Linked DNA regions of Mustela erminea: region 1 is linked to region 2. Evidence: chromatin contacts called from public Hi-C data. All regions are on one chromosome and are shown on one strand. Each heading gives the region's core, a stretch centred on a gene start, on an enhancer-like site or on the middle of the called end of the contact. The rest is flanking DNA. Distances are from core to core; before and after follow the strand shown.

Evidence for each region. Hi-C and Micro-C count contacts between places; a contact is called where the count stands out from the background.
Region 1: a contact with region 2 is called in a Hi-C map of fibroblasts, with 5 times the contacts expected there. The contact joins two enhancer-like sites. A contact is called at or near these places in 3 of 3 Hi-C or Micro-C datasets (fibroblasts, skeletal muscle and spleen).

What each region holds. Positions count from the first base shown.
Region 1 is chr11:88,101,073-88,106,714 of mMusErm1.Pri, forward strand. No RefSeq gene overlaps it. Among named protein-coding and RNA genes, the nearest start is that of CDHR3, 68 kb to the left of the region's middle. Within about 2 kb of position 2,574, the one cell type or tissue checked has open chromatin away from gene starts, as enhancers often do. A contact at or near this core is called in fibroblasts, where this site is marked.
Region 2 is chr11:87,856,638-87,861,659 of mMusErm1.Pri, forward strand. All of the region lies in intron 2 of ATXN7L1 (ataxin-7-like protein 1), which reads right to left. Among named protein-coding and RNA genes, the nearest start is that of ATXN7L1, 93 kb to the right of the region's middle. Within about 2 kb of position 2,589, the one cell type or tissue checked has open chromatin away from gene starts, as enhancers often do. A contact at or near this core is called in fibroblasts, where this site is marked.

The sequences.
Region 1 (5,642 bases), core at 1,324-3,823, 240 kb after region 2:
ACCATCTGTCTCTATGGATTTGCCTATTCTGGACATTTCACAGAAATAGAATCATAGAGTATTTGTCCTTTTGTGACTTGGCTTATTTCATTTAGCATAATGTTATCAAGATCTATTTCTGGTGCAGCAGATACTAGTACTTCCTTCCCTTCTCTGGCTGAGCGATGGTCTCCTGGACGAGCACACCGTATTATGTTTATCCATTCATCAGTTGCTGGATATTTGGGTTGTTTGCACCTCTTGGCTATTAGGAATGATGTTGCAATGAACACTCACGTACACATTCTTTGCAGACCTATGTTCTAATTCCTCCTGGACCGTCTCTAAGAGGGGAATTGCTGGGTCATGTGGTAATTCTAGATCATTCTGAGAAACTGCCAGATTTTTCCAAAGTGGCTGTACCATTTTGCCTTCTCACTAGCAAGGCATGAGGGTTTCCTAAATCTTTAAAAGAAAGGGAGGCACCCCCAGTCTAGGTTGTGGTGTGGGGAGTTCAGCCCTTCCCAGATCCTGGCCACTGTGGCAGGAGGAGTCCAGGGTTGGTCTGGAGTGCAGGTGGACCTCCCCGAGTTTCTCCATGGCAGCTTCCTCTGCCCCGGGATGGTCCGTGGCTAGGTCTCTACCAACCTCAGGATGGTGACTGTGTGTCTGGGATGTGCTGGGCACGCTGCCTTGCGTGACCTCATCCTCTCAGCACTCCTTTGCGATGGTCTCGTCACCTGCATTTCATGGTTGAGAAAGCTGAGGGCTGGAGAGATAAGGGGACCTACCCAAAGGTCACAGGGCCAGGACAGAAACCTAGGGGTGCCTGCTCTGAGCCTCAGCAGGAAGGGCTCTGCAATGGCCCTTGATCTGCATTCTGGTGGGGACAGGTGTCAGACTACTGAACATTCAAGTGGCCTCTGATAGAATCACTCTCCTCCCTCAACGTCCAAGGCTTCTGTCGGCTGCAGAAATCAAGCTTTCACAGGAACAGCATCAATACCAGCTTCTGGACCAGCAGATACGCCCCGAGAGTGTCTGTCCTTTCCCGTCTGGCTTGGATTGGGATCTGAAATGATCTCCCAGAGTCCTGCCAAGCTCAGAGCCCTGGGCTTTGGGCGGCATAAAAAGCAGTCTATTCTTTCCCCCGTTCTGTACACACCCCCTACCTGTCTGCTGCTCAAAAAAAGCAGGCTAGTCTTGGCCATGAGTATCCAAGTGCCTCCAAAGACGGTAGATTAAGATCTGGGTCACTGGGAATCAGCCCCCTCTTCTAGAGGCAGATGAACGTGGCTGCAGTTACTAGTCCCGACCAGCAGGGGCTCTAGTTACCATTTAGCTGCTTCTACCGAGTAGTCCAGAACCGCCTTGGTAAAAGACAGAGGACTCTGCCTGCTTTTCACCTTTCCCCAAGCTCTCCAGGGTGTGAGGCCTCGAGGCCTGCAGGGCAGCCGCAGGGCACCCACAGTCAGGATTCTGCCGCGTGGTCACCCACAAAAACCCACAGTAGCTGTGTGGTAGCTGGAAACCAGGGAGCGGTGTGCTGAACCTTTGGGAGGAGGGAGTGCGGGTCGGCTCCGCCCACAAGTGGCCTTTTCCCAGAAGGCCCCAGGACAGCTCGCACGGCCGTTTGCCAAGCAAGCTACTGCTATTGACCAAGACAGCGCCCAGCTGGGCTCAGGACGGCTTCATCACTGTTGACATGAGTAGAGAGGGTTAGCATCAGCGGTGCTGCTTGGCACGTCTGACCAAGTGCCCCCAGACTCTGTTTCCTTAACACACCGTCTTACCATGGGCTTCAGGAGAAATGAGGGCCTAAGGTCTGTACCTTTGGCTGAGTGTGTGCTAACGTGCCTGCCTAAATGTCCATGTAATAACAATTAAAATCACTTTGCATTTATAGAATGCTTGCAGTGTGTAAGATCCCATGGGGTCCTTTGTGCTTAATAATTTTACTTAATGGATGCATCTGGAGGTACTATTTAATTTACCTCTGAAGAATCGAAACTCAGAAAGCTTTCACAGCTAAGTAAGGCCAGAGGTCTCACAGTTTAGTGAGTGGCAGAGGGAGGTGGGGGTCTGAAAGTCACCGCGGCTCCTAACCCCTTTGTGCCAGGACTAGGGTAAGATAGCTCAGCCTCGTGCTGTTCCCACCCCAACATGGCCTTAGTTTTGTGGCTGCGCTGGAGAAAGGGCACAAAGTCAGGGGTAGAATCAGAAGGGGAAGGTGGAAGGTGAGGACGGAATCTGCAAGCTGGTTGGTGTGGGAGCTGGTTGGGGTGTCTTGAAATTCACCAGGCCAAGGCTTCTAGCATGGCAGAGAACCCCTGAGGGCTCATTAGTGTCACGGGGCACCAGGAGAGAAAGATAAAAAGAGTAGAGGCTGAAAGGGAGGGGGAGAGCAAGGGCCAAGGCTATGAACCGGGAAGGAGTGGCCCTGTAGCTGGTGGTCCAAAGACCCTTGCCAGGGAGCCCCTGTCGCGGGGCTGGGAGAGCAAGCACAGGCTTCATTTTCTCAAGCAGGGCCAACAAAGGGCAGCTGAATCACAGGATTTCTCAAGAAATAAAAATTCCTAGCACACCCCTGGGGCCTCGGGGAGGAAAACTGACAACGTGTTGATTGAAAACAGACCGGGCTCAAGTGCGCCCGCCGCGTGAGGCCCGGCTCTCGCGGGCTCACAGCGACACCTAGCGGTCCTCGCGGGCACCTGCCGCCGCCGTGGGAACATCCAGGCCTGTGGTGGGAAGAGAGTATTTGGGGTCTAGAGCAAATACTTCGCTTGCTGCTTTGTGGAACATTTCAGTACTCTGCGGAGGTGGGAGGGGTGAGGGTCCACACATCCCCAGGGTGGGCAGCCAGTTATGTATATCCAACTGACGGCACTAGCTGGATTGTCTGAGGTGCTCAATTGTTCGCTCCAAGTTTATACTTTTCATTTATCACATGTAATTAGATTTAATGGTGAGATCTTTGAAAGACTTTTACACAAATGAATGATCCTATCAGAGAAATTTCTTTGATAGACTCCGTGTTTGGAAGGTATAATGATGATATTCCTGTATTATTATAATTATTATTTTTAGAGAGAGGAGGGGGGAGGGGCAAAGGGAGATGGGAGAGAGAGATCTTAAGCAGACTCCATGCCCAGTGCAGACTTCGACACAGGGCTTGATCTCACAACCCAGAGATCATGACCAGAATGAAATCAAGAGTCAGATGCTCAACTGAGTGAACCACCCAGGTGCCCCTGTGCTCCTGTATTATTAAGTCAAAGACCTCCGCTTCTGAAATGATCCTGGCCAATAAGTCTGTAAAAATGAAAACCATGCATCTCTTTCTGGATAAAGGTGCTTGAACATCTTCATTCTCGTTCAGGTAAGCTTTGGCTGAAATACTTGTCCGAAGGCTCCCTGGGGACCGAGGACATCCAGTGTTAGCACAATCGTACAATGAATGCCTGGGACATAGTTGATACTCAAAATCTTTTTTTTTAAGTTTAATTAAGTAATCTCCACAAAAAATGTGGGGCTCAAACTCACACCCTTGAGATCAAGAGTCACACGCTCCATGCACTGAGCCAGCCAGACATCTCTCAAAATCTTTCTTAATTGAATCACTTGAGTTCCTGAGAGCAGTGGAGAGCCACAGGAGGGAGGGCAGAGAACAGTCTCCTGGAAAGTACGACTCCAAACTTTGAAGGAAACTTATCACAAGAGGAAGGCCTTGCCAGGGAGCACCCCGTCCCCCGGCAATGTGGTTTCTTACCAATGGCTGGGGATGGTCTTTGGTTAAACAGTGGCCCGCTGTGGCATTCGTAGAGCTCTATAAGAAGGCCTGTTAAATGTCTGTGGGTTGGTACCCCTGGGAGGTCTCCGCGTGGCCATGCTTTCCAGGTACCTTCGAAAGCCCCACTGAAGACTATCCTTTTGAAGAATAAATCTCAGGCTTCTGTGATGTGGTCTGGCTGGGAAGGAAACACTCCCCCAGGCTAAATTTTCTCCAAATTGCCTTGGCCAAATTACTTGTGTTAACTGCCTTCCATTGGTTGCAAAGAACAGACACTCACAGATTCATTGACAGGACACATGTGGAAATAATGAGACTTGGCCCCATGACTTGAGCTCTCAGGAACCCAGAAGACACAGAAGACCCAAACTGTTTTAAGTGTGGCCTGGTGGTTGTGGGTCATGTTGGTACCAGCCCGGCATCATTTGAACAGCCTTTCTAAGTTAGGAAAGTAGGCCATGTTACACGCATTAGGTCAGCAGGGTGGAGATCCCGAACTCAGTTTCTCAGACTCAGGCCGCAGCTAGGACGTAGGCACGTGTCCTGGGCTCTGCCAATGGGATGTAGCAACAGGAGACTTCAGGAAGAATGGAGAGCAAGGAAGCAGCTGCTGCATGGGCTTGTCTCTTGGGGATGGGAGCAGATGGTGGCAGAAGACGTTGAGCCCCTGGAGGCAGCAGGGCTAGAGAGGCTCCCAGGAGCCTGAGACAAGGGTGGTGGGTTCGAGCCTGGGCCCGGACGTGTGGGGAGTTGGGTATTGTTCAAGGCTGCAGAGACTCAACCCCCAATTTCGGACTCTGTCGGAGATTGTGGGAACCACTAATGCCCCTTAAGACATTTGGGTTTTTTCTGTTTAAACAAACCAGAGTGGATTTACTTGGTAGGTAAGAAACCTGATTAATAAGTCCGTTATTAAAAAACCCCAAATATAGCTCCCTCATGGAGCCGGGAACAGAAAGTCATTGAGCATTAGCTATAGGAGGTTAACAGCCGGAGTTCAAGGATCATTACTCCGGAGAGGTTGCGCTCAGCCATTTTGTTTGGGACTAAGGTGGATTATCCGCTTATTGCCTCTTCAACATCCATCCCTCCAGTAACAACCATTTTCTGCCCCATGCTCTCGTTCCAGTGAGGATGACCTCCCGCCCTAGAGCCGGAGCCGGACACGTGATCCTACCCAGGCCAATCAGATTGCTGATTCTCCCTGGTCCCAGTGATTGGTTCAGAAACCAGTCCGAGTCCTAACGTGGACCAATGAGAGCTGTCCACGGGACTTGAGCGCTATTTCTAGGCGTCGCTCTTGGCCTAGAGGCGGCTGGGCTGGAAGGAGGGAAGCGGGCAGCGCGAGGCCAGCGTTGACCACCTTGTCTGGTATGGGAGGAGCCTGACCACCAAAGCAGAAAGCCAGCGCGGGGAAAGCAGAGTAAGAGAGAAGGGTCCGCTCCTCATTTTGCAAACGTGGATCCAGCCATGCCTAAGTCAGTTCTGTCCTTAACGTTTTCCAATTATGCGAGCCATCTAGTTCTTGGAAAGTTTCAGTCACTTGAAACCAAAAGGGCGCGAATACAGTGGTGCACGTCCAAACACTAGAACGTCTGGCACGCTTTTAAAGGAATTAAATCCCATCCCTGCTTCCACCCCGTTCACTTGGTTCTTCTTCGAGCCCTCAAGCATCTTCTATTTGAGGATAAGTAGTACGGCCCCAGCTACCTTCCCTAGCAGAGGACCAAACTGGCACACCCATGCAAAGCACGGCTCCGTCGCACCCTTCGTCGTGACGCTCTAGCTCTCCCCGCCCAGGTGCCCACTTACGTTCTCCGTTCTGCAGGAAGCTCTGCTCTCAGCATTCTGTCTGACAAGCGCCGTTTAACAA
Region 2 (5,022 bases), core at 1,339-3,838:
TGCCACTGGCACCTGGGGGAAGGTGCTTTCCGGTTGATGTGGCATCTGACAATGAACAGTGTCCTGGAATCGAGCAAACACTGCAGGTAACAGAGTGTATGGGGCCTCCTGTTCATTCTTTTCCACGGCCAACCACTGCTGAAAAATGATCTGGGAAGGCTGCAGAGGAAGAAGCCCAGGAAAAATACAGGTCCGGTTATCCTGCGGGGAGGAAGGGTCTCGCCCAAGGACTCCCTCAAGACAAAACCCCAACCAGGCAGATGCTCCGTCCCCTGGACTGCAATGCCAACCCAATTCAGTTCCAGAGCTAGCTGATGGAGGGGAGATATATATGTTTTTAAAGATTATTTATTTATTTATTTGACAGAGAAAGATCACAAGTAGGCAGAGAGGCAGGCAGAGAGAGAGGAGGAAGCAGGCTCCACGCTGAGCAGAGAGCCCAACGCAAGGCTCGATCCCAGAACCCTGGGATCATGACCTGAGCCAAAGGCTGCCACTTAACTGACTGAGCCACCCACGCATCCCAGAGGGGACAAATATTAAAAAGAAAACCGCCCAACCACGGAAAATGGATGGTACGCAAGATCAGGGCAATGTGGCCCAAACAGAATTATTGACGGGTCCGTAAGTTCTGTGGGTGAGTGGAGGCAGGAGGCAGAAAGACGGAAGATAAGAGAGAGGGGATGCAGCTCTTCTGACTGTGCCTGGTGCATCTGCTGTGGTTAAAACGGCGTGGTGGTTTCCTGGGGCACAAATGTCTCCTGGCCATCAGGCGGGCCAGCTTGATGGGGCAACCCCCACCTCCACCTCCAGGCCTCCCCGCGGGTCTCCTGGCTCCTCACAGCAGCGGCAAACCCACTCCCACCACCACTGCTCCCCCTTCTCTGAAGAGTAGCTGAGGCCCAGGTTTGTCCTAAGGGCAGAAGTGCCCTACCACCAGCTCCCACGATGAGTGTCACCCGTGGTAAGGATCTGACAGCACAGCTGGGAAAGCAGGGCTGGGATTCTGAAAGCACCTGCCATCCAGGTCCTGCTTCCTTAAACACTTGGTAGCCTGGTCATCTATATCTCTGGACATTGTGCCACCATCAAGCGGACACCCAGAGCTGACAGTAGTGTGGGTCACAGAGCAAGGGCATCGGTCAGGGCCTGGGTCAGTGTGACCTTGCTGATGGGGAACCTCTGCTGGAGGCAGGCACTTGCCAAAGAGAGTCAAGTGCAGCTGGGTGGACAGCACGGACCCAGCACAGATGCCGCACGCACCTCTGCGGGAGGCTCAGGAATCTGAAGAAGTGATCCTGGGGGAGAAAAGCAAAGCATCGACAACACTCATAGACAAGCAAATCACAGGGTTTGCCAGAGGCCACACCTTGGACAGAGATCAACAGCTGCGGGTTTTGTAAAGCAAAGGGAACTTTCTCCTTTGTTATTATAATTCATTGCACACGAAGCAGGATTCATCGTCGTGCGTCGTGGAACGATTTGCTTGCTCCCAGTCATTACTGCCCCCAGACCACTTATCTCTCAAGTCTTCTGCTTCACCTAACTTGTGCCCAGTTTTCCAAGGGGCCTGGCTCGGCACAACCCTCCCCGAGCTGCAGGATTCCCTGGATCCCAGGACGCCACTAACTGCTAAGAAGCCATGGCAATTTAACAGCACCTTCCTCCAGAGGAGGGAACAAGAAACCTGACACAGTCAGTATACAAACGAGGGGAGAAGGGCTTTGACTTTAGAAACAAGAGGGCCTGGAACCTTCCTTCACATCCCCGAGGTGAACCTATACAGGGCTTCCTCATATGGGACGCTCTCAGTGACCCCTGCCATGCACTAAGAACCAGCCCCTTGAATGAGAAGTCCAGAGACCCTTCTAAGAGGACAAGCGCTCAGCAGACTTCGAGCTTCGACAGCAGCTGGGGTCCTGCATCTGGGTGTGAGGCAAAAATGGTGTATAATCCCCACGCCCTCAAATGCCCTTCTGTTAGAAAGCACAGAGCCCAGGGTTTGGGGATCGTGGACTGACTCTATGGCCAGTTTCTCCTCCAGGGTTGGTGGGGGAGAGAAAGAAAAAATCTGTTTCTCCGCTCCGGCACCAGATGAAGTGGGTTTGTGTCTGGGGTCACATTATTGGAAACAGAAGTGCCTGATGACGACCATGATAGTTACCCCGTGTTTGTGGCTGGATTAAGATAAACTCGGTGATTAGAATCCCCAGTGAAAGAGATGTTCCTGTGTTTCACTCCAAGACCTTAGATCACTTCAATCCTCGGAAAGCAGCCGCGAAACTCCGGAGGGATCTGGGCGCAGGTCCCCCGGTGTGCATGCGCCCAGCTGTGTCCAGCTGCAGCTCTAGCTTTCACGGTACGGTTTGCCACACCAGGGAGGGACCACTGCCTGCGAAGTGCTGCCCTCCTCACGGCTTGGGATGCAGAGGATTGCAAAATGACCTTTGGATCTGTGCTGGCCACATTCTTTCCTCGGATTTAAATAAAGCGATGACTGTTCCCCTGATTTTCCTTCGTTGATACAGCTCCAAGGAACGGAGCAGGGCAGCCACACAGCGGAGACAAGCCAGTGATGAGTCAGAAGCCGGGGGTCATGTTACGGGGAGAGCCCTCCAGAAATCAGCTGTGGTCAAGGATCAAAGCAGCAGCCTCCCAAGCCGCCTGGCGAGGAAGGACGTTTCCCCAATGCCGCCTCTCCAACCGGATTGGAACAGAGCTGGTCATTCTCCTTCAAGGAGTGGTGTCTTCAAATGAATGCACTCGTTTACATGTGGAATCTGGCTTCTTCACAAACAGCAAGCCAATTTTCCTTCATTGTTTGCTTCCTCCCTCTCTTCTCCCTTCATTTTCAAAGACATATATTGAGCAACAACTGCGTATCCAGCATCATCATTAACGCAGGTAGTATCATGCAGGTGATGACAGGGGTCCTGGCTCCTTGGAACTACTCCTGTTCTGGTGTGTGTGTGTGTGTGTGTGTGTGTGTATGACAAGACAGAGAGAGGGAGAGAAAGAGAGGGAGAGAGATGGGACGGATAAGTCAGCGAGCACTTCCAACAGCCCTGACGTATGCTAATGCTGGTGAAGTGGAGGCGCCAAGGGCACCCTAACAGGGATCAGAGGAGTCTTTCCTTCTACCCGACTGCATATCAAGTCCAGAAATATGCTCCATGCCGGGACTCAGGGATGCATACGGCTTATCCGCTGGTGTTTGCAGGTGATCCTGCTGCACAGTAATCAGTCAAAGAACATGGGGATGCTGGGGGCAGAGGAACGAGCTGACGATTTGACTGGGTGGCAGCTGACCTCAGCACAAACGCAGATAGAAAACTTGGGGCTCTGTCAGCCTAAAAAGAGGTCCATCAGGGATATAAAAATGAAGTCACCCGCACTTGGGGAAAAAAAAAAAATCTCAAGACCCATCTGAGATGGAGCTTGTCAAGGTCAGTTACAGCCTATGGTGGCAAATCTAGGGGCTTCTTCTCTTTTCTCTTCTCACTCAACTTCTTGGCATTTGACCAGGTCTACTTAAGGCTCTGCTGCCTTGGCTTCCATGTTGTCATCCTCTGCTGCTCACTAATCCTAAATGTTGACCCCTCTCTTTTCCAATGTGGCCCATCATCAAATTCTGTCAGTTACTTTTCCAGAACGGACTTCAAAGTTATCCTTTTCTATCCGCACAGCGCTGCATTCGTCCCTAGGAGGTTTCCCAGGCTCCAAGCCGCCAGAGTGATCATCTAAAAATATCAACCAGATTATGTCTTTGCCTCACTCGATGCCCTCAGTGTCTTCTCACCCCACCCAGAATAAAACCCAAACTGTGGGCCCTGGCCTGCAGGGCTCTATGGTTCTGGTCCCCACCCACCTCTCCTGCTGGGACATTCTTGTGACAGCTCTTTATAGGACTTGACTGCATCTTTGTTTATGTCATTTAACCTCCCAGAATACTAGCTTCAGGAAAGCCATGCCCTTGTCTGTGATGCTCACCACGACACCCGCAACACAAGAACAATGCCTGCGTGTAACAGGTGCTCAGTAAACATTTTTCAAATAAATGAATGAGTCAAAGCCATGCGACTCTGAAGGTGACCCACGAGATTCAGCCTTCAAGAAACAGGCTTTGATGAGATTATAAGTAGACTTTTTTTTTCAATTAAAGATGAATTCAACAATCCTAAGGTTATGAAGAGCCTATTGATTTAGCTTTAAATTTGAGCTGAACTGTTACATCTGCTGTTTGTGAGCATTTCTACTTAATTCACAGAAACATGCAAAAAGGGAATTTTGATCGGTGTAGAGGAAAGCGCCGACTGTGGGCCTCAGGGATCCGTTCTTTTGTTGGAGATACAGAAGAACCTACGGGCGCAGGTACTGCTGAAGGTACCCACTCCACCACCATGAGAAGCTCCCTCTTTTTTACCTGTCGATATTTAAAGGGGCTTGGGGCTGAGGCTCCGAACACACTCACTAGGGCTGATTTATTCCTCCCTTCTTCATTGTGCCCGAGACTGTGCCCAAGTTCCTCACCTCTGCCAGTGAGCAGACCAGGTCAGCAGTGTGGGTGAGGAAGAGACAGGGAGCTCAGCTGCCTGAGAGCACCTGTGCAGATCCCACAGGGGACCGTGACGACCTCTCTGTAGCCAAGCCTAGTTATAGCGCTGCAGGGAGCTCCAGGCCCAAAACTTTCCACCTGGACCATGGTTACAGTGACTTGAGTCAGACAGAGGTTGGAATCCCGGTTCTGCCACTTACATCGGCTGGATCCGGAGCAGATTTCCTAAACCTTCTGAATTTCCCTTTCTTGGCTGTATGACGGGGAGAATATGACCATGTGGTGACAGGATTAGCTAACACACGGAAAGCTTAGCATGTGTGAGGGCTCACCACATGCGTCAGCTTTATCATCATTGTTGTTATTGGTATTTTTGTTTCCCATTAGCAGAGCAAAAAGAAAAGTCCGGTTTGGGGACCAGGTTAACCTGCTCTGTTCCAGACCCAGCATTGACTGTAACTTGGGCA